2 separate regions of the Gossypium raimondii genome follow, and region 1 is linked to region 2. A link is a contact called in public Hi-C data. All regions are on one chromosome and are shown on one strand. Each heading gives the region's core, a stretch centred on a gene start, on an enhancer-like site or on the middle of the called end of the contact. The rest is flanking DNA. Distances are from core to core; before and after follow the strand shown.

Region 1 (6,487 bases), core at 2,454-4,953, 77 kb after region 2:
GTAATTCTCTATGTGTCCCGGGATAATGAGGAGCAAACCTCACAAAATGTAAGTCTAGACGAATTCCTACTGTCTAAAACACTAACAAGGAAGCTTTTGTGGCTATCTCTGTGAGAGGAACCCCTTTGTGGCAAAATTTTGGACAGGAAAGCCTTTGTGGTAAGAACTATATGAAAAGGAAAGATTTTGTGGCAAAATTTTGGACAAGAAAGCCTTTATGGTAAGTACTATATGAAAAGAAAAGCCTTTGTGGCAAAACTCTGGACAGGAAAGCCTTTGTGGTGAGCATTGAATGTTAAGGAATGCCTCTGTGGCAAAACTTTGGGAAAGAAAAGCCTTCGTGGCAGTTTCTGTTAAAAGGAACGCCTTTATGGCGAACCTCTTAAAAGGTTGCCTCTGTGGCAAAACTCTGAAAAGGAATGCCTAAAGAGGTTGTGAGCTGTGAACCATAAGGTTGGTAGGCTCATCAACAACAAACTATCCCTTACCAACTTGGGATGGTCACTGTTGATTGTGATGACTATAGCCAGCCTCGGGCTTGAGATGGGTTGGTTTTGTATTGCGTTCATCATTGAATATTGCAGTTGCTTATGCTCGGGCTGACTAATTTTGAATTCGATGGCTACTCAATGTTGTTTCCCTTAAGATAACTGAATACTCTTTGTTGGGATAAAAAAATTCTAATTTGTTGGCCTTAAACAAATGTATATACTGTGGATCCTTGTCCAACTAATGGTGTTGGATATGTTGTGAAGAAAAATTCTTAACGTTTTTACCAAAGTTCGATCCAATTTTTTTGTTCATGACCCCTATTCCCTTTTAGGCCAACCCATCATGTCATCATTCTAAAATTTCTTTAGGTCATTCAACTCCCTTAGGATAGATTAATACATGCTGAATTGGTGCAATATCCAATCAATGTGTTTCTATTCAATGATGTAGAAGTATATAATGCCCATGTACACGTTACCCAATATTTGCAACTCTTTAGTTATGCCCCTTAAGAGTATGACCTAAATGTTGTCAACTTAGTAAGGTGTCCATTGTAAACTACAAAAAAAAAGTATTTTAAGTTAACAAAACATTAAATGGTGATAACAATCAATTCAATTAAGTTAACTAACCTCTTGAGTTTTATATCTGTCAATGAAAATTCAGATCTATGTAAATTCTCAATAATACGTTATGTGATCTAGATTGGTCTTAAATATACAAATATGTTAACTAATTTATTAGACATATTGTAAAAACTTATAACTCAAAATTTATTCTAGAAGTTAAATATATTTTTACCTTCTCACCAACAGCAAAGATAATGAAAGAGAATGGATCAACCTTATAAATGGCAACAATCATTTAATTGATGTATTTTTTTATTAGTCGTATTGTTAAGAGCCCAACATAAGAATGTCAACACTGTGAACCTTTAGTTATATGTACGGCCACGAGTAATCTCTTCCAACAATGATAGATCTTTAAGCGGTAGAGATATTCGAACTTACCTTTCATAAAAAATCCATCGATGACATTCAATATGTATGCTCTAACATACTACTCGAACTTTTTTATTGCTGGCATCTTCCATTGGTGTTTGTTCAACCAATCTATACAACCAAGTCAATTTTACTCGACCACTCTTTAAATTTTTCTTGTTGTTGAGATGACGGTCGAATAACCTTCTCTTCTTTGGCTAAAGCTAGAATTCAACAACCTTGGTGACAATGTCTCATTTGATTGGAAGATCTATGATTAGGGCTACATATTCCAAAGTTATTGTCATTTTTTTTGTAGGGAAAGTGGAAGGCAAGAGTCTCTAGTCTCCACATTTCCACCAATGCCATGAGCAATGGCGATTACAATGGAATAGGAGGTATTTCAGCCACCTTAAAAAACTCGCTATTTTCTCCAGTTTAAAAAGAAGCAACAGTGGGGTTTTTTTTTCTTACCATCAGAGAAGAAAATAGCAGAACAATAGAGAAGAAGAAGAAGAAGAAGAAGAAGAAGAAGAAGAAATAGACGCACGAACCTCTATACATGCTTGCTATTGTGGTTGCTCACAATACACTAATAAATATAGATGAAGCATATCCTTTTTGTCTGTCATATATGCAGAAAAACATGAAAAGGAGGACCACCTTTTTGCAAAAATAAACCATAATATTTGAACTCAAAACCCTTTTAAAGAACAAAAAACCCATTACTTATTGTAATCCATGCTTGGACCCTCCATTGAATTGATCTTTTGCTTCTCCATTTTGAAAAAAAAAATCCAACCAATTGATAGAGCACTCAATTTGATTTATATTGTTTCAATTCAATAAAGATGACTATGAAAATGGATGATTTTTTCAGTCAAAATGGAAACGAAAATTAAAAGAAAAGAGGCCAATGGTTCTTTTTTTTTTCAGTTTAAGGATTAATCTGATGCATTGGTTTTGATTATTTCAAGAAACCAAATTAATATTTTTCTTTAATTAATTTAGAAATTCAATTAATTAAATTTATTTAATTAAAAAATTTATTTATTTATTTAGCTGATCATTCACGTTGGCATTTAAAACCCATTTAACTATCACGTTAGATTGTCGTTTGGGAGGTAACAGATCTTAACGGCAGAGTGACCATTTGTAACAAAACGATAATGTGACTAAAACGTAATATTTCAAACATAAGTGATTAAAATAATATCTGAATCAAACAAAAATTACTATTTTGATAGTTTACCCAATAAATTAATACTTGCTTAAGTAATAAATTAATAAAAAAATTTACCATATCAATGCTACAAGAGCTATACGGTTCACTTTCTTCATCAAAGCCATATTAGAATATCAAAGATTGAATTTACGGTGAAAAGAAAGGTTATGGAGAGTGTTTTTTCTAAAGAAGTGGACAATTATAGCAGGCAATTTCAATTAACAGTAAAAAGTAATTTATACCTAAACTCCACATTAATAAATGTCGAGATTCATACAAAGTATTTATTATGGTTAATTATTGAAAACTTAAATTCTTAAAGACCTCGACGTGGATAGGTATTAAGTTATATACACTGCATTTATCAGGGTTAGATTAAAGTCAAATAGAAATTATTCAAAACTTAACACTCTTTTTGTGTCAAGGTAGGCTACTTACTACATAATTTCATTGCAATGTTGGGAACTTTGCTTGTAAAATTAAGTTATTTATTTTATAAGAATTAAAATATAATTTTATAATTTTATTAATTTATAATGTCTATTATTTTAATTGATTAAATCAAAATTTTATTATTTTTAATATGCATAAATATAATTTTATCTTTTATTGAATTAAAATTTTATAAAATTTAGAAGGTCAAAATTGAAGTTTTATATTTTAGAGTGATCCTCGGTGTCAAGATAATCTTAAAAAAACATATTTTAAAAAGTAATGTATAATATAAAAGTTAAAAGAAAAAAACCGATTAGGTGAAACATGATAAGGGAGGCCATGGCAAGTCCCATTGAAATTCCACGTGCAGATAAATATGGCTACTCATTTACTTTAATAAAGAAGAAACGACAAGTAAGTAATTATACATGTAGAGTGAAGGAATCCCAAGAAAGAATTGGGAGTTTGGCATGTTAGGTTAGTAAAGCAAGACAAAAAAGCATGGCATGGCATAGCATAGCATAGCAGAGCAGAGCATAGGGCCAGGGGACAGGCATTCAAGACTCTCAAGTATATAGGATAGTTTCTAGGCAAGCAAACCTTCTTAGGGATTTACAGATATATTCCAAACAGATCTCTGCAGTGGTTTTTTTTTATAAGAAACAGCTAAGCGAGCTGACATGCTCTGAATTTTACAATAAGAAAAAGAGCTTTTCACCCCTCTTGTTGTTTCTTTATATATTAGTAAGGCATGAAAATCATCAGAACAAAATAAATGCTTTTAAAAGGTGGGCAAGGGCCAAGGGGTAGGGAAAAGGCAAAGATGAGCTTTTGCTTTTTCTTCAAAAAAAATTCCCTCCCTTTTTTCCCTTTAATGCTAAACTTGGGAGAGCAGGAGATTATTTTGGAAGAACCCAATTCAATCGAATAATTATTTTTACAACTTATTTTTAGGTAAATATTTATTATTTTAAATTAAAAAATGTGTGGCGTTTTCTTTCCTTCAAGAAAAGGAGCCCAACCGCTTTGATTGTGTTAGAAGATTGAAGTTTTGCATCGAACACAAATTAGATGTGATTATTATTATAGGTTTAAGTCTATATGTAAATTTTATTCTAATTTAAGTTTGAATATATTTTATTTTTTAAAATGAATATATCTTAATTTCAATCTATTATATTTTATGTTAAATTAATTTTAATTCTAACTTATCTCATTTATATTATGCTTAAGAAATGAAGTTGAGCCTGTTAATTTAGAGATACCTTTCCGTGGTCTCTACTTTAATTCAATTGAACTCTTAGGGCCTGAGACAAACAAATGGGCCAAGTCTTGTATTTAAAACACTCAAAGAAAATATTTACCCAGTTATCTTCCTCATCTTGTAAATTCCCATATTAAAAACACTCAAGAAAATATCAAAGTGTGAAATCAACGAGTTCTGATTTTATTTGGTTTGCACAAAAATATCCATTCATATTGAAGAAAACCCCATAATGTGAAAACGCCCATTTAAGCCGAAGAACTCCCTACACATTTTCTTAAATGTAGAGACGAAATTGCATACCATTCATCGAGTTAGCGCTAATTGCATGTTCGGATGACATCATTCTGATTGAAAATTTTGGACTTTATATATATATCTTAGAGATTTTTTGCAAAAATTTATTGAATTGGACCATGTTGAATTCAAGTCAAGAACTTTTAATGTGATAAGTTTTCCTTAATTGAAAAGGTTCAATTTCCAAAAAGTTATTCCTAGAAGAGCTCTATTATTTATTTCATATTGAAGATCTACTCAAGTTAATTTTAAGGATTTTTTTTTATGCCTCTCTCCAAGCTGCACGTATCTCGGTTATGCTAAAAAATGTTATTATGTCAACTATCACAAATTGCACCATGCAAGTTTTTTGGAATAGGGTGTCAACTCAAAAATTTAAGTCGTCAAAGATGCCCTTTATCTCCTTATCTTTTCGTGTTGTGTATGGAATGACTTGGTCAAAACATTAATTTTGCCATCTCTACCAACAAGTGGAGCCTCGTTCGGTTATCTCGCAATGGTCAAGGCTTATCACACATTTTCTTTGCATATGATCTGGTTATTTTCAGTAAGGCGAATATGAAGCAAACCCGGTTACATAAAGAAATTTTTGAGCGCTTTTGTGCTTTCTCTGGTTATAGGATCAATGCTCAAAAAATGAATATTTACTTTTCTAGCAGAATCAATAAGCAATTTGCTTGGTTTTCAAAAAGTATAGAATCTTGGATACTATTTGGGCGTCCCTTTGTTGCATGAAAAGGTCATTGATAGCACTTTGAGGTTCGTAGTGGAAAAGGTTCGTACTAAATTGCAGAGTTGGGATGTCAAACAACTTTCTTTAGCTGGCAGGGCTACCTTGACACAAGCAGTCCTTTTATCAATCCCTAGTTACTTTAAGCAATCCATGATGAGGCATTTGTCAAGAGATTGAGCGCATGGTACGATAGTTTATTTGGGGCTACTCAAATGGTAGGAAAAAGATGTCTTTTGTTGGGCGAGATTCAATATGTTAACCCCGAGCCTGTAGAGGTCTTGGGCTTAGACAATTGTGGGACCAAAACACTTTCTTTCTTTTTTTTTTATGAAACTTGGTTACAATATAGTTTCAAAGGAGAGTACCTTATGGGTTCGGGTTCTTCGCTCTGAATATGGAATGAAGGAAAGTTTGTCTGAGAGTATTATGTAAGGAAGATGTTCATTTCTTTGGAAAGCTCTCTCCTCTAACGTATAGTCTTTACTCCGTGAAAATTTAGCATGGTTTGTGGGAAATGGGAATAACATTCGGTGTTGGGAGGATTCTTGGGTTCCAAGCATAGGGCCTTTGATTAAACAAATTCTTTCTAATGTTAATATTGGTCCTAATTGTCTTCTTAGTGATATGGTGACAAATAATGGTATGTGGTATTTAAACCTCTTTCGCATTTGGATTTTAGAAGATGTGGTAAGGCTAATTATGGGCATTCCCCTTTCCCATCCTACAGTGAGGCTGGATAAGATTATTTGGATGTGTACTTCAACAAGGGTTTTCTCTATTAAAACTATTTATTTCAAATTTTTATACTCCAAATCTTTATACCTTAAATTGAAAATGATTTTTATATAGGGGGAGCTTAAATTGAAAATGACTTTTATTAAGAAGGAGCAATCTATTCAAAAACAAATTTACAAAATGTTTTGTTATATCAAAACGGGGGAGATTGTTAAACTAAGTCTTATTGGATCATATGTTTTGATATAACAATTAAAGTGTTTTTGAATAAAAAGTAAAGTTGAGCAATTTGATAAAATCAAGTTGAAAAAGTTTAAATTGGGTCA
Region 2 (6,379 bases), core at 547-3,046:
TCTTCATCCTCATCTTTGTTAACACTCTTCCTGTTAATAAAGCCCCAAATGTTCCAAGCTTTACTCCACCTCCGCGACTTCTTAGATGACTCTTTCTGTTCCCCATTCCCAATCACAGATGCATTATCTTTGAAGCCAATCTCAAAAGTGTCAGAATAATCATCCCTCAAAGAATTTGAATCCCTGGAATCCCTATCAGGCATGACAGGTTTAGGTCCATGGGTGTAATCAACAGCTGCAGGGGAAACCTTTGTACTAGAAGCCGACCTCATTTCTTCCATTTCAGCCACTATAGCTGCAGCAGTCTTCCTACTAGAACTGGACCTGTCAAGGCTTTTTCTTCTCCTAGAATCAGAATAATAATCCCTTGTTTGAGCTGACCCTCCAGGAAGCGATTCATCCTCCTCAGTAACATAATTCATAGCCGTCGGGTCCTCCACAGGGATCTGAGTATCAGACCTCATAACATGATGAACTGGAGCATCTTCCGCAACGGAAACCATTGTGGGCATTCTTGGGAACATTCTCCCCATCAGATATCCATCGCAGGAAGCTCTTGGTTCATCAAAAGAATATCTGGGATCATCACATGACATTCTTGCTGCATCAAAAGACATCCTTGGTGCATCAAATGACATCCTCCCAGCATCAAGGGAAAACCTTGGGTCTGTATCACAAGACCTTCTCCCGAACCCATAATCCGCAATTTCTGACTGGGTTTCTCTGTATTGTCTCCCTATGGGCTTCTCCACTGGCAATCTCGCTGACCCACATCCATTTCCCCTCTTTTTAAGTTTTTGTTTTTGCCTCCATTTTTGTAATTTCTTGCTGAAGACTGAAGCAGCCGACCAGAAACTCCCAGCAATCTCTTTGAGATCTCGTCCAGAAGCGTTCTTTGTTTGCGAATCAAGATCTATATGATCCTTCATGGGCTTCAGCTCCTCTTCTTGGCACAGTTCCTTTTCGTATTCTTCCACAATTTCTTCAACTTTCTCTTCTATCAAATTCGTAGCAGGAGCAGCCACATTGGGCGGTTGTTCTTCTACGATCACTATGTCGTCATTGTGATCGGTTTCAGTCTCAGTTTGGTCTTCTTCTTTACTTTCAAAAACAGGACCTTGACCAACAGTCGAAGAAGCCAAATTTCGAGCTTCAGCTTCAGCAACTTCAGAAGACCTCCCGTTTGCAGTTGCTTCTTGATGAAAGAGTGACCAAAGGGTGTTTCGAGCCCTAACGTCACAAGATTTTCTCTGGGGCTCAAAAACACCAGAGAAACCCTCGTTTTTCGAGGCCGAAAAGGACTTTGTTCGCCGGAGCTCGGGAAAAAACCCGGATTGTGTACCACCTCCTCCGGAAGGCTTGAAAATGGCTTTAAGTGCAGCGGTGGCGGTTGAAGTACTGGCGGCGATGGGAGGTTTCCGAGAAGAAGAAGAAGCAGAAGAAGAAGAAGGCTCGAGAACAGCGAGACGTTCGTAGAGGCATGAGGGGCAAAAGCCAGTAAAATGTTCTTGAGGATGGCGGTCACAGGAGGTAGAAGGACGGTGAGGCTGAGACGGTTGTGGCGGCGGTGCTAACCCAGGAAGTGGTGGCTCCACGTTGGGATTCATAACCGGTAGTGGCATGAGAGGAGCGCTCTTCTCATATTAGTAGCTTCAGTCAGAGAAAATTAATAAAATATAAAAATAAAAAATAAAATGTAAGAGAAATTAGTTTTTGTTTAATTTGGTTTCCCCCTTTCCCTCTGGGATTGGGCCTTAGCTCCAACAGACAGTGAGAAGAAAGAAAGAGAAAACAGAATGATGGTAGTAACGGGAAAAAAAATAGAAAATAAAGATAAATAGTAAAAAGAAAAAGACATAAATAAATAAAAGAAAATCTCGGCGACTGACCCATGACTCATATACTTTAATTAGGGGTTTTCACTTAAATATTGTAAAATAATTAATTAAAAGGGATAAAGAAAATTTTAGTCCCTAAATTTTACTATTCTTACAACTTGGTCCTTAAACTATTTTTGGTCCACATTGTCCCAGAACTTGGTAACTTTTTTCAATTTGATCCCTAAACTTGGATTTTGTTGAGATATGACGACATGACACTCTTAGATTGTACAATGTCATCACTTAAAAATTTAAAATATATATAATTAAAAAATAAAAAAATCCAAGTAGCGACGTGAAATAATCTCAAAGTGTCACGTTGACATGCCTTAATTGAATCCAACTTTAGGGACCAAATTGGGAAAGTTGCCAAGTTAAAAACTAATGTGGACCAAAATTAATCCATGGATTAAGGTGAGAAAAGTTGCTAAGTTTAATGACTAAATGTTGCCTTATCCCTAATTAAAACTTAAAATAGGTTTCTTCAAAAGTTAATTCTCAAAATGTGTTTTTAGGGTTCGAGCTTTGTAATATGTAATGTGCCATCAAGTTTTTTACATCCCATTAGAATCAAGACAATCACTATGAACTGATTAAAAGTACCTCAAACACTGATAAATATGAAGTTCACTGTAAATTATTTAAGTTTTAAACTATAATAATATAATGTAATTTTGTAAGGATGTGGATATCATTTGAATAGGACTTGACATCCGTAGGTGTCAAGGTCTTCAACTCGTTAATAGTAATTTATATATGTAAATAGTAATTTATATCCGAGTATCTGAAAAGAGAAATGAAACTTTGAATACACTTCACCACCTCTTTAAAAAAAACTTCTAAATGAACCTAACCTTAAAACCTATAAATATTCCATCCAACTCGTTAGTTGTTTTTAGAAAACCCAAAATATTCCTCTTATACATTTTATACTATGATACATACTTAAGATTTTCTAAATAGATGTTTTCAATCATACCATGATATGTCACTCAAAATTTTACAACAATGGAGGATTCTCTAATGGTTCATTGTCATAGTAATATGGGAGTAAATCCACTTGACAGTAGAATCATTCGTCACTTAAGAGCCATTGATTTCAATCATGATAGCCTTGGGAAAGTTATGTCCATTTCGACATTCATCTCCCTCTGATTGACTAATAGAGACCAGAGACTCATACATTTTATCTCCTATACAAGAAGTAACAATAACACTAGAAGATGTGACATTACTAACCATAAGTCTGATTTCTTTAGACTTCGAGTTAAGGTCACATGGTGAAATAGATTATTTAAGCATCTCCCAATGAATCCAACACTTGAAGATATTGAACATCATGCTAGAACTTACATTCTTCACTTAATTAGAGGTGTGCTGATGTCAGAATAATCTGAAAACTTAGTTCATACCATGTATCTCCCATTATTATATAATTTTAAAATGGCGAATACGTACAGTTGAGGGTCTGTTGTTTTGACATGCCTATATATAAGGCATTATGTAAAGCATGTAAAATAGGGAACAATGAAGAAAATGACTCTTTTATGATTTTATAATCATGTTAGATGTCGAATATCATGGATTGCGCTTCTATGCCTTTCAAAATCTTAGTTTCTCTCTTGTTAGAACATAAAATTCGTGACATATGTTATAAATTAATTATATTCTAAATGATTAAGTACTATCATTTCATATTTTAGTAGGTGTCCGACTATCGTGACCATACACCTTACTAGAAGAACAATATTGTAGCAATACGATTATCTATTGATATTGAATCAAACATTTTAGTAATATATGTGTTATAATGATATTTATTTACTATAATCAATATTACCTCATAATTGAATTTAAATGCATCACTTTTATTAGTTTTACAATTTGTGTAGATATCATACTAGGTGGAAGAGATTACTATCATACTACTAGTTGAAGCAAGTGTGCATAATAATGTTTTTAACATGTGCACATCATTTATATGCTTCTCTTGTATCAAGTGGCATTAATTTGATTGGGTTTATGATAGTTTGAGTTGTCCAAGAAATTTTGACAAATCTAAAGAACATTGAAAAGTATCATGTTATAGGTTTGCATACAATGGTGGAGAATTTGGGGCTATTAAACATGCCATGCACATCACATATTGCACCAATCATCTTTAGCATAGCCCACAAGTTGTATTGATTAAGGATAATGATTTGCAGCTTTCACAATTTATGATAAACGGTTTAGGACCAATGGCAAACCATATCTGTATTAGATGGAAAAGGCTCCTACACATTAGATTCAACATCCAATTTTGCAACATCAGAAGAGGGACATGGAAGCATAGGGCAAACCTATTGAAGAAGGCCAAGCCAAAGGAAGGAGAAATTTGCAACTTCATCATGAAAAAGATTGAGGCATCAACTTGTTAAAGGTGGAACTATGGTCGAGATTGAGCTCGACCTTATCACGAAAACAGATGAGGGCTAGTCATTGCTACTTAAGATGTTGTGGCTCTTAAACATGTTAAACTTGATGAAGGTCCTGAATTTGCAAATGTAGAGGTCGATCTTATAGCATCCAAAATTTTTGATGATGGAATTTGTATCGTGCTAATGATCGAGTTAAAAAAATTCCATGTACGAGTGTGGTTAAATGTGGATTACTTATTAATTAATTAATTACGACATTGAGAAAGACATCAAAATTGAATTGAAATAATAATAGTAAATAACTTAAGGACTAAGTTTCAAGGAAAAGAGAACGGACATGTCAAATGTGTGAGGATAGGAAATGATGAAATTAATGGTGGAGAACTTGAGAAGTAATAAATTATGGCTTAAAAAATAAATAAACCAAGGCCTTGTATGAAATAAAGCCATTATTATTGTTAAGTTAGTGGAGAGTAATGATATTAACCATGGATTTCCACTATGTCAATTAACAAGAGATCATGTCCATTGAAAATGATAATTATCTATTAATTATCATTACTTTATTAATGGATTAAAAAAATAAAAAAGAGAAGTTATTCATGTTTCCTACCCTTATGAATGTTGCTCCTTAGTAAAATTGGAGAAGAAAACTTTCATGAGAGTTCCTTGGTGCCGTGGGTAGTTCTTCAAAAATTTGGTAAGCTCCCATTGAATTTTAGTTGATTAACAACTTGAGATGATAATTGTGAGTGAACCCATTCATTTAATTGTTGAATTTAAAAATAAAATGTAAGGATGGCCATGGTTGAAAACTTAGAAAATCTAGAGAGATAAAGCTTGGTCAAGTATGTTTAATGGTTTTAGACATTGTTTTGGTAGAACTAAGTTCAAAGTGGTGTAGGTAAGCTATGGATGAAGCTAGATTAAGATTTTGACAAAAGAGGTTCATGACACCATTATTGGATGCTTGAAGAGCTTCTAGGAAAATGAAAAGAACTTTGGATTTAAAACATGTTCTTGACACCCTAAATGACCATTTGAAGTTAAGTACACATATTGATTGTGTTAGAGATGTATGACTCAAATCCCGTTGCTGGTTAAAGAAATAACCTTTGGACTTTTTAAATTCATATAGGACTATACTTCTTCTATTAGAAATTGATTATAACAAGATTGTTTAACCTTTAAAGAGATGGAGTCGAACTCCTCTATATTGTGTGTTTTTCAACATAGTGAATTTCTTCTCATTTGCTTGTGATTTTTCCCGATAAGGGTTTTTCATATAAAATTTATGTGTGCTTATTTTTTTTCTTATTTCTTTGCAATCATTCCTACTTCTATTATCGACGTTGATTATAGCAAGGTGGTATCAAAGCCAAGTTGCTTGTATCGATCATGGTAATGGTGACATTGAAGTCTGGTATTCCACTGTTGGATCACAACATTAGATTCACGTTGTGGCAGGTAAAGATGCAGACAGGTCTTACGCAAATGGATTTGAAAGATGCGTTGCTAAGGGTAGATAAGATGCCTTCGACATTAGCGCTTGAAGAAAAGAAGTGTAAGGATTGAAAGTCTTTATCGCAATTACATTTGCATCTATCAAATGAAATTCTACAGGATGTGTTAAAGGAGAACCATCGTTGTATTGTAGGTAAAGCTAAAACAACTATACATGTCAAAAACCTAACTAGGAAGTTGCATATGAAGTATCATCTTTATCTCATCGTTTGGAAGAAGTCTTTGGTAGGACACTTAACCGTGTTTAAAGAAATTGTCTTGGACTTAGAAGCCATGGAGATTCAGTATGATAAAGAGGATTTAGGGTTAATCATGTTTTGATCATTTCTCTCGTCTTATTCAACCTTTAGATGTACTATTTTATATAGTGGCGAATTTCTCACAGTTGATGAAGTCTATGATTCCTTAGTCTACTATGGCTATATGAAGCATCTTGTGGCTAGATACTTTTAGGGAGAAGGTCTCATTATTCGTGGGAGACAAGAACACAATATTAACTATCATCGATGGAGGAAACATGGATGAAATCCTTGTAGTAAATTTAAAGGTAAATCG

Evidence for each region. Hi-C and Micro-C count contacts between places; a contact is called where the count stands out from the background.
Region 1: a Hi-C map of leaf shows a contact between it and region 2, with 2.6 times the contacts expected there. The contact joins the enhancer-like site here to the promoter of LOC105780323 in region 2. A contact is called at or near these places in 2 of 2 Hi-C or Micro-C datasets (both in leaf).

Annotation. Positions count from the first base shown.
Region 1 is chr4:10,242,083-10,248,569 of ASM2569854v1, forward strand. No RefSeq gene overlaps it. Among protein-coding and RNA genes, the nearest start is that of LOC105779278, 7.2 kb to the right of the region's middle. Within about 2 kb of position 3,704, the one cell type or tissue checked has open chromatin away from gene starts, as enhancers often do. A contact at or near this core is called in leaf, where this site is marked.
Region 2 is chr4:10,166,879-10,173,257 of ASM2569854v1, forward strand. LOC105780323 (protein OCTOPUS) reads right to left here and starts at 1,797. Exons shown (of 1, transcript XM_012604582.2): 1 at 1-1,797. The coding sequence starts at 1,622.